Linked DNA regions of Lactuca sativa: region 1 is linked to region 2. Evidence: chromatin contacts called from public Hi-C data. All regions are on one chromosome and are shown on one strand. The core of a region is the stretch at or near the end of the contact, and the rest is flanking DNA. Distances in the headings are between cores, read along the strand shown.

Region 1 (4,735 bases), core at 166-2,665, 240 kb after region 2:
ACATATATATATATATACACACACACAAAAATACATATACATAAAAATACATATATACATAGGATTGTACATACAAAAACACATATACATACATAAAATACATTCAAAATACATATATACATACAAATACACATCCATATCTACAAACATAAAATACACATTAATGCTTGAAATTTAGTAAGGAGAAGTGAAAAAGAAAAGGAAAATGAGAAAAATGGAGTAAAGATGGGTGAAGTTGCGAAGTTCTTTGTGAAATTCCGATGAGGTCGACGACAATGGTGAACAAGAATGGAGAACATAGAAAAATGGAGCAGATAGGGTTTTATTGCCGACGGGCTTTAGCGGCGACGCGTACTCATTGGCGGCGACACATGAGAGGGAAAACAACGCGGAGTTTTCTAGTCGTTGGATCATCTCTTAAATCGACGGATGAAATTGAAATGACGCGGATCGCCAAAATAAGCCTTTACGGCGACACACCGGAGGGTAAACAACGCAGGATTTCTTATGTCATTCTAATCGTAGGATCATCTCTTAAATCGACGGATGAGATTGAAGTGACGTGGATCATCAAAATAAGCCGTTAGCGGTGACCGGGACTTTTAGCGGCGGCAAAAACACGTTTGTTTTTGTCGCCGCTAAAAGTCCGCGTCGCCGCTAAAAGCGTCGGTGCTATTGCCGGTTATTCTTGTAGTATAAAGATATAAAAAATATGAGGGTATAAACTGTAATTGTAATAGATTAAGGATATTGTTAGAAACATACAATGTATGATAAAAAAAAATATGCTAAGAATATTCTGTTTTGATTTAGTTACAAATTTAATATATTAGATGAATTGCTTTTTATATTGAACATTCTACACCAAAATGATGTAATACATTGGAGGTACAGTGAAAGGAATTCGGATGTATTAAAGTAAGCTTTATAGCGTTGAACAAATATAACACTTAGATAATTAGTTGTAACAAATTGATTGAAGTTTTTGCTAAGTAAAACCTACAAATTAGACAAGGTAAAACTTGTTAGTTAATGTATTCATTATCAGTTAAGTAGCTATTTTACTATCATAAATGATAAGTTTAGAATGTTTTTGACATGTTAGCTGAAAACTATCAATAATGATCTTAAAATTTATACTAACTTATAATTTACAACAAGCTACTTTTGTAATCTTAACAAATAGTAAATACTCATAAAAATAAAAAATTATTGACGCCAAACAAAATGTTAACATAAAAGCATAAAGCCCATCTCACAAACTTAAATAACACGATGTTAACTTTTTTATTTTTATTTTATTGAAATCGTTTTTTGTTTTTCACTCCTTTATTTTTTTGACTCATTTGTTTTGGTACACTTGCTACCAAGTGTGGCTCACCTTCCTCCAATATTTATACACATCAACACCTCAAGAAAACCATCCACCATTCATTCATCCTCTCACACACACACACACACTCTATCTCTCTCTCTCATACATAAACACCGGGTAAAGGCGATAAGGGTAGAAAGAGAAAGCTTTTAAGCATATCAATGGCAGGAACTGGTGTTTTTGAAGAGATAATAGAAGGCGATGTGTTCAAATATTACACTGATGGAGAATGGAAGAAATCTGCTTCTGGTAAATCTGTTGCTATTATTAACCCGACTACCAGAACCACTCAGTACAAGGTTCAAGGTAAAAAGACATCAGTAATATTCTTATATTCTCTCTCTCTTTTTTTATTGCATAGTATATTTTTTGTTTAATAATTTAGTATATGACAAATAAATTGTTTTGTTAAGGAAATAAACAGACAAAAAATACAAGGAAATCGAGCTTGCTTATGAAAATTTGCATAGATTGATTATAAGATTACGAAAAAAAACTTATTTAATTTGTGATCTTACATTGAAATATTTTACTGTTAGTTTTACTGTAAATACAAACTGAAAAGTGAAAACTGTACATGTGAAGTCCTCGCAAACTCCGTCACTAAATCAGAAGTACTAATATAACAGTAATCGTTCATAACTTCATATATATATATATATATATATATATATATATATATATATATATATATATATATATATATATATATATATATGTGACTTAATATACATGTATTAAAATACAATTTAAATGATTAAAAGTAAGAAGATAATTTTTTATGAATTCAAAGCAATTGGTTGGCTGAGAGCAACGGGGATATCTTGATTCTCTGATCTAACAATTTTATTCTATTTGTACTTTGTGCATTTGAGATTGTACCATAGTATCTTTGATACACTATGGGGCCCATCGTATGGTACATTTTAAATATTTTCGAAAGCACCCCCAGGCTTATAAAGTTTACCATCATAATTACACCTTTGATTTAGAGTAAATTGTAAATTTGGTCCCTATGTTAAATCTTAAATCACAAGTTTGGTCCAATTCTATGAATTCTTTCCAAAGATGTCTTTAACTTTGCATTTCGAGGATTTAGGATGTGTTAAGCATGAAGCTTCTGAAAGTTTTTTATTTTTTAGAAATAACCCGGAAAAAATGTTATATTCAATAGTGGTAGTTTTAAAATTTTGTTTTAAAAAAAAAAAAAAAAAAACTCACATTCCAAAGTTATTTCAAATAGATTTTGAGAGCTTTTAATTTTTTAATTTTTATCTAATTTTACACCTTTGAAAGTTAAAGCCTATATGGGTCAAGTATTTCTACATGAAAAAAAAGCTACAACTATCAGCTACTACATTCAAACTATCAAATACAAGAATTCAGTTTTCAACTAACAACTAGTTTTTCGAAACACATATTTAATCTTCCTGAACAATTAGGATGCAAGTCTTAAATTGAACCAAACTTGTGATATTAAGTAAAATATAAAGACCAAATCTACAACAAATAACAAACTTAAGTACCAAATTTGTAATTTACTCTTTGATTTATGTTACATAAGAGGACATTAACATTTCAATTCAAGATATCTCGTATTAACTACTCTAAGGTAGCAACCTAAACAAAAGCATGAATATCATTTTTATTTTCAAGTTAAACTTATGAATGAGTTTTATTATCAGCATGTACACAAGAAGAGGTGAATAAAGTAATGGAATCAGCTAAAATTGCTCAAAAGCAATGGGCGAAAACACCACTATGGAAACGAGCCGAGCTTCTTCACAAGGCAGCTGCCATTCTCAAAGAGCACAAAGCTCCCATCGCCGAGTGTTTAGTTAAGGAGATTGCAAAACCAGCCAAGGATTCAGTCACTGAGGTGCAACTCATTTATGCGTAAATCTTAACTTTACATTAAAAATATTGGGTGTTGTCTTTTTTGACTTTACATACTTAAAAGGGGACAAAAAATTCATTTTAAAATCTATATATGCGTGTTTCGCATGTAATTCAATTAACCCAAAAATAACGAGTAAAATCTACCATCATTTATTCTTTCTTTGTTTTTCCTAATTAATTGTGCCGTTGTATTTACTAAAGATTTATTACAAAATCGGTATTTCATACAACATTTCATCTATACATTATTAATAATAAAAAGATCTTATGCCATGCATTAATTGTTTAGTTGTATTTATGACATACAACTTAACAATGCATATCACGTAACATCCAAAATGCTATTTTGTCATTTCATTTACACATCATTTAATGGTAATAAAAAGACATTAGATCCAAAAATCACATTGAATATTGATCGTATACAAATAGTGTTAATTTGTATCATGACAACTTAACAATGGATATCACGAAACAACAAAATGCTATTTTGTATTATTGTAGTTACAAGATGCAGTTTTTTTTCCTAGCTTCCAAGAAACATAAATGGATAAAGAAACCAATTAATTGAGCACCTTAAAACTCTTTAATTTCCAAAAGATGTATTTATTTCAAGAGCTTATATAATGAGTTTTAATTATACTATGCATTAAAACTTGTACTTTTTTATAAAGGTCGTTCGATCAGGGGATCTCATATCTTATTGCGCTGAAGAAGGGGTCAGGATTCTAGGAGAAGGCAAGTTCTTGGTTTCTGATAGTTTTCCAGGCAATGAGAGAACAAAGTATTGTCTCACTTCAAAGGTACACTAAATTCTGCACACAAAGTTTCCATCTTTTCATCAAAAACCTGCAAAAAGATTCATGATTTTGATCGAAAATTGTATTCTGACTTCGGGTTTTCTTCGGATTTTATGAACTATATCAGATCCCACTCGGAGTTGTCTTGGCCATACCACCCTTCAACTATCCGGTCAATCTCGCCGTCTCCAAAATCGGCCCTGCACTTATCGCCGGAAACTCCCTCGTCCTCAAGCCCCCAACTCAGGTGGTTTTCCGATCTAACAACACATGACTCCATTAATGTTGAGATATAGTTTTCAAGCTTTCTAAAACCCTTTTATGAACCTGTTTTTCAGGGGGCAGTGGCTTGCCTTCATATGGTGCAATGCTTTAACTTAGCAGGTTTTCCCAAAGGCCTAATCAGTTGTATCACCGGAAAAGGATCGGAGATCGGAGATTTCCTCACCATGCATCCCGGAGTTAACTGTATCAGGTAATCATACACTCGAACACATGGTTTTTCGTATTGGGTTTTTACGTTAGTGCTCAAAAGATGACTTCTTTTAACCATTTTTTATGTCTACTTACTTCCAGCTTCACCGGAGGTGACACCGGAGTAGCAATTTCCAAGAAAGCCGGCATGGTGCCACTTCAGATGGAGCTCGGAGGAAAAGACGCA
Region 2 (4,716 bases), core at 1,904-4,403:
CCCGTACACCAGTAATTAATATTTTAGCAGCGCTCGTGAAAGATTCCTCTTCAGTTCCTGGTTATTCACTCGCGGGTCAACAACTCCTATATAAAGGGCGTTTGGTCATATATACCTGATTATGGGAGACCGCGAAGTACACTTTTGCCATGCAACACCTACAGGAGGTCATGGTGGGTTTCTAAAAACACTAAAACGGGTTTCTTCTCAATACTATATATAGGCCTCAATTAAGTAAAGATGTTCGAACTTTTGTTCAGCGATGTCTTATTGCCAACAAAACAAATACGAAACCTTATCCCCAGCAGGGCTGCTGAGCGTATATGGGAGGATATCTCATTTGATTTCATGGTGGGACTGCCTCCTTCGCACAAGTTTGACACAATTTTAGTAGTAATTGATTGGCTGAGCAAGTATGCACACTTCCTTCCTTTATCTCATCCTTTTACAGCCAAAAGTGTTGCTACCCTTTTCTGCAAAGAATTAGTCCGTCTGCATGGTTTTCCCCGCTCCATTGATGTTATTTTTTTAAGCAACTTCTGGCAGGAGCTCTTTCGGTTATGTCAAACTAAACTCAAAATGAGTACGTGAGGTGCATGGCACTTGAAGCTAGAAAGAGGGCATTCTCTTGTGTTAATTTTAGTGGATTGATGGTTCTTTGTTCCAATATGAAAGGAATAGTCATTGTAGAACTCCAATCTTAAAATATCAGGTTGTAATGATTTGTCCTTGGTAATAAAGATTCACAAATTAAGCAGCCTAAATAATTTATTCAATTGGATCAAAAGATTGTTGTTCATAATACCTTCTTAAGTGCACGGCATACTTCTATAAAATCTCCAGGAGCAATCCTCTTTGCCGACGCAAGCTTATTCAATCCCTCAACAGCATTTTTCCGCTCCAACCATTTGCTAGATTTCTGGAAAAGAGAAAGTAATAAAGAATTAATCTAAAAATAATAATAAAATATGGACATGGATGCTAATTCTTATAAAGCAGGGAGAAGGAGCACTTACCACATCTTTCCAAAACTTTGACTTCTCCAATGGTGTTAAGATATCAACAGGGTCAACAAGTTCATACTCATCAATTTCCTCAGGAACTGGTACACAATTTCAACTCGTTAAAAAGAAATAATTTTTTTAAAAACAAACCAACAATTCAATAAATATAGCTGTTTGTTTCATTAGATTCATCACATACTCTCGGCAGCAGATTCTTCACCAGCTGGGCCAGAGCCTACAACTTCCTGTTCTAATTCCTTGTCTTGCTCAGATCTGGCAACAAGTAGAGAATATATTCATAGTTATTATTGTCAATATAAAAAAAATATATTAATTACTAAATAACACAATAAATTTGTGTAGGCAACTTAAGAAACGAGTCACAAACCTTATTTTCCGTGTAGGCTTTGCAGCCCCCGTAGCATTAACAAGCTCAGCCTCCAACTCTTTTTTCTTTAAAAAGTTTGAAAAAACAAATATGAGTTTTTTAAACGAATTAAACATGTGTAAATCATTCATCAACATACCATTGTATCCCGCATTTTCTCAAACAGTATGGATTTAACATTGTCTCTACCAATCCAACGACAAAGCTCAAGTGTTAACCCTTTAGATGAAGCACGGACATTTTGATCTTGATGATCAAAGAGTTCCGGAAGCATCTTCAATATTCTCTTTGGTGGCACAACTTTTGAACCAAATTCACTTGCATTTGGAATGGCAAGCAAGATTTTAATTTTGTAATTGATAAACAAATAGAAACTAACAACGTAACTCAGTTGCAAACCTTAAAGCTTGAAACATCACATCTATGGCAGGAACAACAGCTTTAGCAACTTTGTTTTTTATCGCTTTCTCCATAACATCCTATCAACAAACATTCCAATAACAAAAATAGCAACATTTACCTAAGATTACACTATTTTTGTCAATTTTGGTGCAAAAAATGGTGTTATGTGTTGGAGATGATTTAATAGAGGGGCCAAACTCATATAAACCGAAAAAAACAAGATTCCACATTCCTACCTCATAAGATAAACATCAAATTCAAAATAACTATTTGTCATCAAACTTACAAGGAATGCATCCACAGCCTCCAATTCCACCCAAAGCATAAACACCATTTGTGCCTTCTCCACTGTTTTTGGCCTCCCAGTAAGACATTTTGCCGCAATTGCATCACAAACTTCCTTGGCATACCTACAAAACCAAATTATAACTACTCTTGTGTCTTTGAAATGGAAGAAGTTAAACATATTGAATGAAATCTTAAAAACATTTATGAAAATTTTACACTTCAGAAGACTGGTCGTATAGAAACATCCAGCTTCTCGTGCATGGAGTGTTGTTAACGTAGGTAATACAACTTATCAAAATCAAAGAGGAAACAAAATGGGTTAAACCTTCCAGCATCAGCATCCGCGGCTTTTAAGTAAGCAATTAGGGCATCAAGCGCCTTATCTTGTACAGGAGCATTCGAATCAGCAATGGTTTTCTTAAAGTAACGTCCTGATCAAACCCCATAAAGAATCAACAAAAAAGGCAATATTTGATATGCATTACATGATCGAGGTTAAAAAAGAGCGAACTTTGGATCTACGATGATCAAGGGAAAAAAAACATAATGAGAAGCGAAACTGACTAACCCAATTCACGGATGCGATTATCTTTAGGATCAGTGATAGAGTCGCAGAGGGCGGCAAGGTCAATGTTGGCATCGTTACGCACCTTCCAGTTCTTGTGTAACAATCGAGCCTCCCATGGCAATTTCTTGGCATCTTTCAGCAACTTCTCCTCTTCCGACATTGTAACAAATTATATATACGTATAAATATGTATACAAATGCGTGTATCTATATACAAAAGACGATCAAATGGAAGTCTGTAAATTGTAGTGTGTGGGAAGAAGAACAATAACGTTTTTGTCCTTGTCTTTCTCCCCCGATTTGAAAACGAAGAAACATGGAGATTTGGGGGGGAATGTCGGGAAAGGGATGAACTTTGAGTTTTACGAATTGGTGTGCGTCGGGTGACGTAAGACCGTTAGAGGTACACATAACCCTACGATCCGGATTTAAACCCAAAGTGGCAAAACCAGTTTTACAAAAATGCAGATCGGATTTATACGCATTTGGCTTGGGAATGTTCGATATAACTGAATTAGGATCGGATACAAAGTTACAAACCTTATAATTGGAAAACTCAAGTAAAATGGCATGGTGTATTCTACCTACCCAAGTTCAAACAAATATAGTTTCATTGACTTTGGGGGTGAGTATTGGCATTGTTAGAAATTTAGGGTATAATAGCACTTGAAATTTTGATAATTGTGTAAAACACTTTTAGATTGAAGTATTTGGTGGTACTTCTGAATCATAAATCGGATAAGACTATGAGATTTAAGAACAGAGAATGAGAGGTTATCAATTTCGTCTGCACCAAAAAATAAAAACTTGCGAACTCCAAATTCGTAGCTGAAAACTACATGTCCACAATCATATAACTACGGATAATTATGCATATGTAGTCAATATGACTCTGCTGATGATATATATATATATATATATATATATATATATATATATATATATATATATATATATATATATATATATATATATAGTCATGTATGCATCTTATATGTATATGCAGTCATATTGACTGTTGATTAATAAATATGCATGCATGCATATATATGAATCTGCAGTAAAAAAAAGAATCTGCAGCCAAAAAAAATCATCAAATCTTTTTTTTTTAGCCTAGATATGGCTTAGATGTTGCATTTCGTTAATATCTGTGGTTTTGATTTTGAAAAATGATGTGTGGATTAATAGTTGTCAAGTTCGCACAAATTTTTTGGTTCTCAAAAGAACTTGTGTCATGTATATCTTTGTTTGAGAATTGTCACTAAAAAGTTTTATGTTTGAAAATTGTGACAAGACAGTTTTCAACAATCATAAAACTATCACAAAATCGGGTTTTCAATAAGGGTCTGGAACAAAGACGAAATCGGGTCAATTTTCTAGAATCCGGATTTCTTATGCATTTTTAAGGGTCTACAACAAAGTCAACCCTAGCGAGGGTCTTTGCCCCTTGGACCCCACTTCTAGGGGCACTGCCCCACAGTCCCCCGTTTATTTAGGGGCTTCGCCCCTAAATAAACTCAAACAAGTGTGCACACTACAACACCCTTATTTGCTTAACGTTTATCAAGATAATATTTGGTCAACATATTAATCCATTACACTTAAATACATATTGGTAATACAAATCACCAACAAACTTCCCCCATTTAAGTGTAATCTTGATTAACTTAAAAACAAAACATAACAACAACAACAAACTGATGAATAAATGAAATGTCGTGACAATTAAATTTAAAATTAGTATAATATTCATTCAAAATATTTGAATATGAGGGTGCCACTAAGGATTGAACCCTTTATATTTATAGTGAATACATGAAGATAATACACACAACATTTTACATTCTCATAAGTTCTAACTTGACACTGTATTTTACTAGCTTTGTGTCTTATTCTTCAGTAAGCATATTAAAGCCAAGTCCCAACTTCTTGAAGAAGCTAAACTTCATACTTATATAGGTAGTCCTTTTATTCTTACACCTGCAAATGCAATTTTTCAAAAGAACTATTAAGAAATAAAATTTCAACATCCTTTACTTGCAATACTAAACACATACATTGGGATT

The links. A called contact is a pair of places that touch in the nucleus more often than the background predicts.
Region 1: a Hi-C map of seed shows a contact between it and region 2, with 4 times the contacts expected there. The contact joins the promoter of LOC111881660 here to the promoter of LOC111881674 in region 2. A contact is called at or near these places in 2 of 4 Hi-C or Micro-C datasets (leaf and seed).

The regions. Positions count from the first base shown.
Region 1 is chr7:71,291,746-71,296,480 of Lsat_Salinas_v11, forward strand. It overlaps LOC111881660 (NADP-dependent glyceraldehyde-3-phosphate dehydrogenase), which reads left to right and starts at 1,416. Exons shown (of 9, transcript XM_023878058.3): 1 at 1,416-1,681; 2 at 3,061-3,254; 3 at 3,949-4,077; 4 at 4,202-4,321; 5 at 4,413-4,549; 6 at 4,651-4,735. The coding sequence starts at 1,537.
Region 2 is chr7:71,050,275-71,054,990 of Lsat_Salinas_v11, forward strand. LOC111881674 (protein MOR1) reads right to left here and starts at 3,154. Exons shown (of 45, transcript XM_042896751.2): 1 at 2,651-3,154; 2 at 2,408-2,513; 3 at 2,081-2,204; 4 at 1,792-1,871; 5 at 1,532-1,709; 6 at 1,393-1,457; 7 at 1,204-1,277; 8 at 1,017-1,102; 9 at 806-919. The coding sequence starts at 2,810.